Linked DNA regions of Gasterosteus aculeatus: region 1 is linked to region 2. A link is a contact called in public Hi-C data. All regions are on one chromosome and are shown on one strand. The core of a region is the stretch at or near the end of the contact, and the rest is flanking DNA. Distances in the headings are between cores, read along the strand shown.

Region 1 (6,028 bases), core at 3,396-5,895, 81 kb after region 2:
GTAGTTTTAGATGACGTGCACAATAAGAAAAACCAAGAACACCTGCACATACTGTATATAGGTGTGTCAATGGATGACTTTATACCTCTTATAATACCGAGGTTAAGCCTATTGGTAAATCTACAGAGCATCTTATCAAAAGGTATTTGGTCATACTTATAAGATTAAAACATAGGCACTTTGGATTTCTGTGTCCCCTTTTCTTATCCTAAACCCTAAACCGTTCTTCGTCCTTAAAAAGTCATATAACAACATTATCAATTTTGCATATCATGCTATCCTTTCAACGACGCATTGAATAAATTCTCATCTTTCTCCATTCGGTATTGTATGCTAACCATCCCATTCCTGTCTTTACCCCCAGAACCCTAGATTCACCGTGTCCTGCCCCGTCTCTATTGGATCGCTGGTTCTGATAGAGCTTGATAAGCAGCATCCCAGGATCTTGCCTGAAGATGATTGGTTCCCTGCCAAGGTGGAAGTGAAGTCCCCCGAGGGTCAAACCTACATGTTTCCCATCCATCGCTGGATCGCTGACAGTAAGGTGCACCGCTTCAGGGAGGCAAAAGGTTTGTGCAAATCTGACTTAGACCTCATGTACGCTGTTCACTGACCGCTGAAGACGTGACAGAAGGAAAAGCTGGTCTCCAAAGAGGCTGGAGTAACCAACACGCTGAGTTTATTAACAATTTTAAGCGTTTTTTTAATTTCTTCAAGCTCTGAGAGTCTTCGAGGATGACAACGATCTAGGCAGATACAGTCGGATGCAGGAGCTGAAGCAGCGAGAGGAAGACTACCGGTGAGTCAGACCTTCACAGCTTCATGGACCCAAAAGATACTTTCACCTTCACTCTTTGTGGGAAACATCAACCAACATATGACATTGTTCCTCATTGCTCTGCTCTTCATTTACCAGCTGGGATGAGTATCTGGAGGGAATAACCCACTGCATGAAGGCAAAGGACCCTTTTTCTCTCCCTTATGAGGTCCGGTTCTCCTTCACTAAGGCTTCAGAGTTTATCTACACAGGAGGGACTGGGTGAGGAATCTGTGGAAGGAAGTCTCCCTATTAAATTATTTAAGGGTTAATGATGAAATTGACTTCTTGATTTTATTTCTCAGGCTGCTCGAGTTGCAGCTGAAGGGATTATCTGATTCCCGGAAGAACTGGCCTGATATTGATTCCATCAAGCGGGTGTTCTGGTTGAAACACACTGACATATCAGGTACTGTCGGGGTAGTTCAATGACATACTTGATAGTGTTCATTCACATGTTCATGATGCCACCGAAAGCATGTTACTCATGTTCTTGTTACTTGGCTTTATAAATATGGGAAAAATGTCACAAGAACATACAATAAATACTTGAATAAAATACTTTGTGACTGAATCTGTGCAACACTTTGTTTCCAAAAGTCTGCTTCACAGTAGTCAAGCTGATAACTGCGATAGAGAGAGATTTTCTAGCAGAACGTTTAAAACTCCAACATGGTAACCTCTGCTTTTTTCCAGATTATGTCCGGGATAATTGGAAGGAAGATGATTTCTTTGGCTACCAGTTTCTAAACGGGGTCAACCCCATGATGATCCGACGTTGTTCAGCCCTGCCTGAGAACTTTCCTGTCACAGAGGACATGGTCTCCCTCGGGGGTCAGAGCTTGGCAGATGAAATGAAGGTGAATGTCTTGAATTTGATCATATCTGTAAAAGTATGTTGCACTCGCGTTAATTTAGTATGATTAATATTATCTGAGTCAACTTTTTTTCTCATCCTCACTGGAATTTGAAAAAGAAAGGAAACCTATTCCTGTGTGACTACAAGCTTTTGGATGGAGTGAAACCAAACGTCATCAACGGGAAGAAGCAGTACTTGATGGCTCCCCTGGTCCTGCTTCGAAAAACAAGCCATGATAAACTGTTGCCAATTGCTATTCAGGTAAGATTAGCGCTCAAATAGCTGATTTTCAGATATCCAATACTACAGATGTCATTTGTGCAGAAAAGATCAAAATACCTTTAGAGAAATTACACGATTAGGTTGCTTAACTATATACACTGCCTGGCCAAAAGAAACGTCGCCACCAAAAAAAGGTCACACACTATATTTCTTTGCTTCTGCGATGTCACCAGATTTATTTCCATCCAGTGCATTTATTTCTCACCAAGATCTTGTATTGATGATGGTAGAGTCTGACCGCTGCGTAAAGCCTTCTCCAGCACATCCCAAAGATTCCCAATGGGGTTGAGGTCTGGACTCTGGTGGCCAATCCACGTGTGAAAATGATGTCTCATGCTGGCTCAACCACTCTTTCACAATTTGAGCTCGATGAATCCTGGCATGGTCATCTTGGAATATGCCCGTGCCATCACGGAAGAAACGTTCGTCCAGAGATGCTAAAAGCAATGGGTGTTGGGGGTTTGTCTTGGATGACACGCCTCTTCAACATTGCGTGGAAGTCTGGGACAGTGCCAAAAGAGTGGCAGACCGGGGTGGTGGTACCCCTCTTCAAAAAGGGGGACCAGAGAGTGTGTGCCAATTACAGGGGTATCACACTACTCAGCCTCCCGGGTGAAGTCTACTCCATGGTGCTGGAAAGGAGGGTTCGGCCGATAGTCGAACCAAGGATTGAAGAGGAACAATGCGGTTTTCGTCCTGGTCGTGGAACAACGGACCAGCTCTTCACTCTTTCCAGGATCATAGAGGGGGCTTGGGAGTATGCTCATCCAGTCTACATGTGTTTTGTGGACTTGGAGAAGGCGTATGACCGGGTCCCCCGAGAGATACTTTGGGAGGTGCTGCGGGAGTACGGGGTGAGGTGGTCCTTGCTTGGGGCCATCCAATCCTTGTACGCCCAAAGCGAGAGCTGTGTTCGGGTGCTCGGCAGTAAGTCGAAGGCGTTTCCGGTGGGGGTTGGCCTTCGCCAGGGCTGCGCCTTGTCACCAATCTTGTTTGTGGTTTTCATGGACAGGATATCGAGGCGCAGTGGGGGGGAGGAGGGTCTACAGTTTGGGGGGCTGCGGATCTCATCACTGCTTTTTGCAGATGATGTGGTCCTGATGGCATCTTCCGTCTGTGACCTCCAACTCTCACTGGAGCGTTTCGCAGTCGAGTGTGAAGCGGTCGGGATGAGGATTAGCACCTCTAAATCTGAGGCCATGGTTCTCAGCAGGAAACCGATGGATTGCCTACTCCAGGTAGGGAATGTGTCCTTACCCCAAGTGAAGGAGTTCAAGTACCTCGGGGTCTTGTTCACGAGTGAGGGGAAATAGGAGTGTGAGTTTGGCCGGAGAATCGGAGCAGCGGGGGCGGTGTTGCACTCGCTTTACCGCACCGTTGTTACGAAAAGAGAGCGGAGCCGGAAGGCAAAGCTCTCGATCTACCGGTCAATCTTGGTTCCTACCCTCACCTATGGTCATGAAGGATGGGTCATGACCGAAAGAACTAGGTCACGGGTACAAGCGGCCGAAATGGGTTTCCTCAGGAGAGTGGCTGGCGTCTCCCTTAGGGATAGGGTGAGAAGCTCAGCCATTCGTGAGGAGCTCGGAGTAGAGCCGCTGCTCCTTTGCGTCGAAAGGAGCCAGTTGAGGTGGTTTGGGCATCTGGTGAGGATGCCCCCTGGGCGCCTCCCTAGGGAGGTGTTCCCGGCACGGCCAGCTGGGAAGAGGCCCCGGGGAAGACCAGGACCAGGTGGAGAGATTATATCTCTGCACTGGCCTGGGAACGCCTTGGGATCCCCCAGTCAGAGCTGGTAGATGTGGGAAAGGGAGGTTTGGGGTCCCCTGCTGGAGCTGTTGCCCCCGCGACCCGACCCCGGATAAGCGGTTGAAAATGGATGGATGGATGGCATCACGGAAGAACAAATCCATTGATGGAATTCAGGTAGTCAGCTGACCTCATACTGTTGCTGCCCATGCAGTAATTATCCAACAGGAGGCTCGTACCTATTTGCTTAGTTTAATCCAGGTGACCAGGCAGTGTATATGAATAGTGTGAATCAGAGAAAAGATTTTTCAAATATTGTCGTTGAAATTGCCATATTTCCTCCCTTTTCTCCTTGACAAAGGTATGATAATTTAGAGCATTGAAGGCTTCTTTTCTCAAGTTGACCGTGTGCTCTGACCTGGGATCTAAAGTAATGATGAATTTAGAGATCTGAAAGCAGAAATATTGACCACACGTGGTGATTGAAAAGATGGACGTAACCAGACCTCCTTTTTGCTCTGCAGCTGAAGCAAAGTCCCGCAGAAGATAATCCCATCTTCCTTCCCACTGACGGGTTTGACTGGTTGTTGGCCAAAGTCTTTGTGAGAAGTGCCGATTTCAACGAGCATCAACTCGGGACTCACCTGCTGCGCACTCATTTGCTGGCTGAAGTGTTCGCCGTGTCCCTGCTGCGCAACGTGCCCATGGTGCATCCGCTGTACAAGGTAACTGAGAGGGACAATCCTTCCTGTTTGTGTCTTCTAGTTCATGAATAATAATGTAAAGTATTCACCCTGCTAGGAGGCATGAAGATGTGTGCCCTGAAGTTAGTCATGTTTTCCTCTTTTTCAGCTCCTTGTACCTTACACTCGCTACACTATACAGATCAACCACCTCGCTCGAAACCTTCTAATATCTGAGTCTGGAGTTTTTCCAAAGGTACCAATACCTTAAGATATATATACAGTATTCTTATAATTCCAATGTCTCTTTCATTTTTCGTCTAACTTTAATCCTTACATATTTGAATGTCTCCTAGATTGCGGCTTCTGGGGGAGACGATATGAAGACCCTCCTGAAGAGATTGTGGTCTTCAGTGACCTACAGCTCCCTCTGCATTCCAGACGACATCGCTGAGCGTGGGCTGGAGGACGTGCCCAACTTCTACTACAGAGATGATGGACTCAAGCTTTGGGGTATCATCCACAGGTAGAACAGCTATCCTGTTATTGGAGAACAAGAGCTCTAAAGCTCAACGAAGAAGTGCATTGTAGTTTTCATGGGGGGCTTTTCACGGCCCGGTGGTTTGGGACCGTTGTCAAAGGATCAGTTAAGCTGTAAGATGCATAGTTTACCCCACCTGCTCCCCATTGCAAACTGTTTATTTCCCAGTCCATGATAAACTTTTAGGAGAAAATTGCATTATCTTGGAATATATGCTCCACAGCAGAGACCAGAGGCACTGCTGCAAGTTAGATTCATATTGCCTGTAAATATGACTACACAGTAAATGAGTGACTCACCTCTTGAGTGACGGATGACATTTTCTAAATGAACCGGCCTACGTGACTTTGAGGTCCACTGTGGGATTAGTGAGGGGACATTCCTGCCTTTCATCATGGAAGATGTCCTTTAAATAACAAATCATTGGTGCTGATGACACGCTAACGGCTAATTGCACCAAATTCTTTTAAGAAAAGGCACAACTGATCACTCTTAAGCAATGACCTTGAAAATGTCTTGGATAAGAATATTACTGCATTGTATAACAATTCAAATGAGGTTTAAGGAAAGTATCCACATTTTCTGAAAGGTTTGTGAACGACGTGCTGAGCTTCTACTACAAGAATGATGCTGAGGTCCAGAAGGACTCTGAGCTGCAGAAGTGGATTTCAGACATCTTTGAACATGGATTCCTTTCCCAAACCCAAACAGGTGAGCTGAACAACAAGCTCAATGTTGATGATGGAAAATATGCATATTTTAGAACCATAATATGATCATAATGCAGATAAAAGTCAAACTTATATTGTGTCATCTATACAACTTTAACATATATTCCCTCTTATTGTCAGGTATTCCCCAGAGTTTTACCACCGTGGCTGAATTGGTGAAGTTTGTCACCATGGTGATCTTCACTTGCTCAGGACAGCACTCGGCGGTGAACAGTGGACAGGTAAGGACTTTTCTATTTGCTTGGTGCTATTTTTGTGGAATGAATTTCATGAGGCTTTTACTGTTAGCGAGTTGAACATGAACAAGATTTGTCGGCCCGGCCATGGTAGCGGGACTGTGAGGCTTCACTTTGACACCGTGATGCTTTG
Region 2 (6,228 bases), core at 749-3,248:
GGTGCACCCAGTACACGCCGTCCCAGTGCCTCCTGGAGGAGGATCCAATCAGTTCAAAGCCACAGGGGGGAAAGACATGCAGTCCGACCACAGCGCGACCACGGAAACCGATGAACAGCCAACGATTCCAGACAAATGAAGACAAATAGCAGGAAGAGGAGCAGACGCCTCAGTTTCAGCCGGGCTGCAAAAAAACAGCTTCAGAAACATTTCAGAACCGATTGGATGGATCGACAAGAAACGTGTCACAAATATTCATGTTTCCCAACCGATGAAAACTATATTTAATTCTTACTCCGCCATGAACTCGACTTGTGTGTTAGGATCAAAAACAGTCTGCACAGATATCGGATGGACTGTTATGAAATTTGTTTCACACATTCGTGTGAACTGGATCAGATAGTAATAACTTAATAAGTAATAAAAAGGCCAAATAGCAGGGTGGTGTCAGTCCAACGGTAAGATCCAGACCAGGGGAAGGTGTCACAGTATCTTAACATTGGGATTAATAGCTTAATATCTTATAGCCCGTTCTTATTCACAGGGAGTCAAATACCAACACTTCGTCTCAGGATCCGATACCCGCACACAAGGCACGCTCCGGAGTCCGGAGGGGAGGTCGAGGGGTCAAACAAACACAGGACTCTCAACAAGGACGCCATGTGACCATGTCACAAACTTACGTGTCTTGCGTGTTATTTTGTTTGTCTAAAAAGCCAAACCAAAAACTCCACTTCAATAAGTGGGATGTTTCCTCCAGCACCCTGGTGTAGCTTAGCAGAGGCGTTAGCTTAGAACCATGTGGCGTTTCATAAAGGTTCTTTATACTGCACGCGTATCAGTTCGCTGGTGATGTGCGACCGACGTGCAGGCCGTCCCGTTCCATGAAGGGAAATGAAAATAGCTTCAAAGAGTCCTCCACAAACCCTCTCGGCGACCTCTGTGCTGATAAAATACGCGATTAGCACACAGAAGTTGAGTGAACTTCAGTGCGTTTGCAATGTGCGGATAAGCCGGCGTCGCCTGCCTCTAAATGACAAACTGCCTCAAAACGCTTTGATAATTCCAACTGCTGCTAATTTATGCATCTGGAAATTCGGCTCCATGGGGAGGAAGTAGTTTAGGGAAGGAATGTGACCGGGTGTGTCTCTGCGTATCTGTCCAGACAAATTGCCTTTTCAAGATTTATAGTAAACGAAAGGGGGGACGGGAGTCAACGCGAACACCACCCTGGTTCCCCCCCTAGAGCTCCTCTTGCATCTGGTTTGTGTCGTGCATCACGTGTCCCGGGAGGCCTCTGGTTTATTCTTGGCCTTATCACTTCTACCTCCCGCGCCAGCCACAGTTCACTGCAGAAGGTACAGTAGCCAAGAACGCAGCTTCTTTTAATGAGCCGTGAGTACAGTGGGCTGGCCATCAACAACATCGGTCACCACTTCCCGTTCTTCATGTGCTGAAGTGTTTATAAGGCCTTGTTTTGCACGGACTGAAACAAGTCACAGGTCAGTGTGCTCGGAATCCACTTACCAGAACTTTGTGCGTCTGCCAGATTTGATTTCAGACTTACTTCTTTGAACTGTCAAATAGATGATATATCTATAATATAATGGTGCAAACTTAAGGCACTGATGGAACAGATGAGCCACAAGCTGCCAGCTTCCACACTGGCGCTCTTCATTCCTTCACGTGAGTAACGGCATCCTGCCTGAGCGGGTACAGGCGGGATGTTTTCTGTAACGGCGTCATCCTCCTGTCCTCCCGCATCTTCAGGACGCCTGGCTACGCCCTCAGTGGGGGGGGTCAAAGAGTCGGCGACTCCCCACGGCGCCAACGGGAGGACTGCTGAGCGCTGCATTCCTCAGTCGTGTAAGGAAAAAAGGCATCAGGCGTAAATCATGGCCATGAGTTGTGCATCGATCACACCTCAACAACAGGATCCTTATCCAGTGGATAACGACAACATGTGTGTGTGCGTGTCCCAGGAGTCGGGCTGTTGGATGCCGTCCACTTGTCAGATTCGGATCAAAAGGGAGACGGGGAGGACAGCCGATTGACAGTAATTGTGAAGGAGGACGACGCTTCAGACATCGCTCTCTGTGTCATCAAGCACTTCCACTGAAAGGAGTTACATTTTGGATGAACGATTAACCAAATGCCAAACGGCCACCGACATAACATGGAGAACACGGCGAAACGATCACAAGGTCCACTCGCAATTCTGCAGTTCTTCATCAATTTTCAGTTTAACCTTTAACGTCAGGCCGTACCTTTCTATGGGAGGAGAAGCTTGAATTCAATACATTCAAGGGGTTTTGGTGCCTCAGCTCTAAGTGGTCTGGTGTGACGAGTGGCTGATGTTAGCAGGTTTAGTTAGATGTTCCTCTGGAGGGCACTTCCCTCGCCGTGTGGCCCCTTTTCCACCTCTAGTCGGTCAGTTTGCCAACGGTTGTGTCTTTAAAGCTCAAGATCAAGAACCTTATTCGATGCCGTGTTGTTCTGTAACTGCCAATCGTAGTCTGTGGGGCAACGCTGTGAGCCGCTTTATTTACCTCGTTCACCTGTTGAGTCCAAATGAACGCGGCGCTTTCAGATGGCGGCGGCCATCATCTCTAAAGGTGGTCACCTGATGCATCGTTTCTTTGTACTTATTCCACAGTTTATCCAAATGTTTTTACACGATCAACGCGTCTGTGAGTTTCCCGCGTTGCGTAACCCACCCACTGGCTTTCCACGCTCTCAGGTGGTCTCTCAACTCGTACTAAAGCTCACAGCTTCATTGTTCTTTAATTTATATCTACAAATGTACAACGTCTAGTAAACTCTCTGATGGTAACACGATAAGTTCTACTTGTTTTTCAAATTTTGGGGGTTTAAGTTTTGTGGAGTCTTTCTTTAGGACTCCACTTCATTATTTAGTCTTAATTGGGCTTAAAATACCAGCGAAGCAGCTAAAGTAGAAGAACTGAAATGATAAGTGGAAAACAGAGAACATGGAAGCTGCACTAAGGTAGAGCGAGGGAGAGAGAGAGAGAGAGAGAGAGAGAGAGAGAGAGAGAGAGAGAGAGAGAGAGAGAGAGAGAGAGCGAGAGAGAGAGAGAGAGCGAGAGAGAGAGAGAGAGCCTCTGTTGGCGCTGTGAGGAACCTCCGCTCCTCAGCCAGCAGAAGCCCGAGCAGCGCCTCGTCCCGTCATGGCTCTGCGTCCCTGAACGCCTCACGCGGACATCGGCGCTGTGGACGCGAGGATGGAGACGGCGCTTTACCTGCTCGCCTGCGCCTCGCTGGCCCGCGGGACTTGGGCTCTCGGGTACGCGGATCCCGGTGCTCATAGCGGGCAGAGAGCGGCCAGCAGACACCGGTAAGACCCGCGGGACGGGGACCAGCGGGGGGGGGGTCGTGAGGAGGTAAGGACCCCGGTGAGGGACGTCGGGTTCCTCAGAACAAGATGCGCTGCTTCTCTCAAGCTTCTATGATTACAAACCGAAAGTGTGTGTTTTGTTATTCTGGATAATTCTTCTTTTAAACAACCAAAATAATACTTTTTTTCCTACTTTTTTCCTAATAAACAATGATGATATGATCTCTCATATAAAATAACTATAACACTCAGCAAAAAGCCTCCTTTGACGTCATTGAAACCTTCACATTTCTTCTCTTTCAGAAGCGTTTAATTCATGGTTATTTTCAGAAGAAATGTCTTGTCGGTGGTTAGGTCCTGCAGGGCCCCTCCCTGGAGGATGTGTGTGTTAATGCAGAGTTGGGGGGCGGTGGGGGGGCAGAGCTGGACAGGATTTATCGCCCCAAGTGAACCGTGTTTTTTGGGGGCCAGGAGTTTGTCGTTCGTAGGGATATTCATCATTGCGGTGAACTGCATGCCTCAAGTCAAGGAAAGGTGAATGGGCTCTACTGGGGGGGTAGTGACACCCCACAGGAATACTGGACGTCAATCCAGAAGACTGATTGACTCCCCGTCTTGTCCTCTTATTGGACCCAGTGAGTAAATCTTCGGATCTCAGAGATGCTTGATTGACAGTCGCCTGTAGATCAGCGATGGCTGTTTTCGTTGTGCTGCTGCAGCCCCCAGTGTGTTGTCACTGTGTCATTGGGGCCACAAGCGTGCACGACCCCCTGGCCTCTGTTTACTGATGTGTGGCGTGTTTGTGGGCCACGGTGGGGAGACATGGATGGTCGCCCTCTTTGCTGTATGATGGAGATGTACCGTTGCCTACTGGGAATGAGAGAAAGAGGGCGCCATGGAAGGAGTGAGAAAGGGAAAGAGAGTGAGAGAAGTGCAGTAGGAATAAAGAAAATAAAGCAGGCGTAACAAGAGAGGACGGAAGAGTGAGAAAAGGGGGGGGGGGACTCGCCGGAAGGGAGAGGAGACAGACTGACAGCAGAAGAGAAGACCGGACCAGGAGCCGGCAGGCTGATGGCGTCAGCGTGGCTTCCCTGTGACGTAGGGGGGGGGGGGCGTGGATGGTTGGCCCCTCTGACACCCGTTTGAACCCCATGGATCTGTTTTGACAGATGTGTGAAGTGCTCCATAAGCGATAAAGGCGAACTGAAGGTACCTTCGAGAGGTCTCGGGCGGGACTAAAGGAGAAGGACCCCCGGGCTGTCCAACACATCTCCTGCCAAGAATGTCAGAGCGAGAAGCAGATGCGTCACACATACTCATACTGCACTTATTGCGTTAGCGTTGCAGTGCTCCACACAGGAGCCACAATGCTGGACACACTTCAACTCGGCTGCTTTTACGGCCTTCTGCTTTGCGGATTTTGCAAGAAAATCCTGAGAGCCAAAGAGACAAAAACTTTGTTCTGAAGCCATCAGCCTGAGGGAGGCCAATACGAGTGCATGTGATGAAGCCAAGTCCAGGTTTTAGGATTTGGGCCCGGGCTTAATTCTATGAATGAGTCCTCTGTGGTATGGCCTAATTCCAAGTACTAGCGTCCTTCCAAGTTTGTGGTGGCAGTTAAGGCAAGGCATTTTCCTGGTTTAGTGTGTCAATGTCCCCCCATGCACAAAGCCCGGCCCAAACAGAAATGGTTTCCCCAGTTTGGTGTGGAACAATTTTAATGGTCTGCACAGAGCCCTGAACTTCATCCAGCGTCTTTGTGGAGACAGTATCTCCCAGTCAGAGTCAGAAAGGCCCCTTTAAGGGACCGAAACAACAGATGAGAACCAAATCAAGCCACGTGTATGTACATGAGCAAAGGGGGCCCAGGATTCCCTACTCACCCACCGGCTGGAGAGAGAGAAACGAGTCCCGCCTTGTATTCAGAAGTGCCCTAAACCTGCATCCTCTCTACTGTCCAGCAGGGGGCGACTCCTCTGCTCCCATAGACGTCTATGAGGAAATGACTCTACTTCTCTGTAGTGACCAGCAGGGGGCGACTCCTCTGCTCCCATAGACGTCTATGAGGAAATGACTCTACTTCTCTGTAGTGACCAGCAGGGGGCGACTCCTCTGCTCCCATAGACGTCTATGAGGAAATGACTCTACTTCTCTGTAGTGACCAGCAGGGGGCGACTCCTCTGCTCCCATAGACGTCTATGAGGAAATGACTCTACTTCTCTGTAGTGACCAGCAGGGGGCGACTCCTCTGCTCCCATAGACGTCTATGAGGAAATGACTCTACTTCTCTCTTGATTTATTCCCTCGGTAAACACTGTAAACACGAGTTTATGGTCTCAGTCTCTAGTTTCAAGTCTTCTTCAATACAGCATGATGTTCATTTTAGTAAATTATGGTCTGTTTAGAGCCAAATATGCTCTAAATATAGCTGTTTTCTCCTTTGTGAGATAAACATAAAGGAATGAGTCAGATCTCACTAAAAATGGGGTACAAGCCTTTCTAGTAGAATGGATGTCTTAAATTATATGGCAAACCATCACAAAGGACTGCAAATGTCATGCGTTATGATAATATGATTGTCTGTGCATATGGTTATGGGCTTGCGTCGTAAATATCACACATTCTGTCGGTCATACGTGACTCTGCTTTTGTTGGTGAAACGCAGGAGGTCACAAAAAACCGTTGGAGTAGATTAACATCAGCAGGCCATGTACTCTGATGGTGGTAGAGGATCTCAATAATTAAACCGCAACCTGGGCCTTGGCAGTACATATCCCAGAATGCACTGTACTATGGTAAAAAGTTGTGATAGAAGTGATGCGTTGTGCTGGCGAACACAATGTAAACATATTCATCCAAACCCACTTCGCCTG

What was found. A called contact is a pair of places that touch in the nucleus more often than the background predicts.
Region 1: a Hi-C map of skeletal muscle shows a contact between it and region 2, with 3 times the contacts expected there. The contact joins the enhancer-like site here to the promoter of emilin1a in region 2. A contact is called at or near these places in 2 of 6 Hi-C or Micro-C datasets (both in skeletal muscle).

The regions. Positions count from the first base shown.
Region 1 is chr18:1,177,051-1,183,078 of fGasAcu3.hap1.1, forward strand. LOC120808152 (polyunsaturated fatty acid lipoxygenase ALOX15B) reads left to right here. Exons shown (of 14, transcript XM_040160812.2): 2 at 365-569; 3 at 718-799; 4 at 917-1,039; 5 at 1,123-1,226; 6 at 1,514-1,677; 7 at 1,794-1,937; 8 at 4,229-4,429; 9 at 4,557-4,643; 10 at 4,744-4,913; 11 at 5,518-5,639; 12 at 5,780-5,880. Among protein-coding and RNA genes, the nearest start is that of LOC120808152, 6.1 kb to the left of the region's middle. Within about 2 kb of position 4,646, at least 3 of the 9 cell types and tissues checked have open chromatin away from gene starts, as enhancers often do.
Region 2 is chr18:1,099,159-1,105,386 of fGasAcu3.hap1.1, forward strand. It overlaps emilin1a (elastin microfibril interfacer 1a), which reads left to right and starts at 1,999. Exons shown (of 12, transcript XM_040160242.2): 1 at 1,999-3,355. The coding sequence starts at 3,243.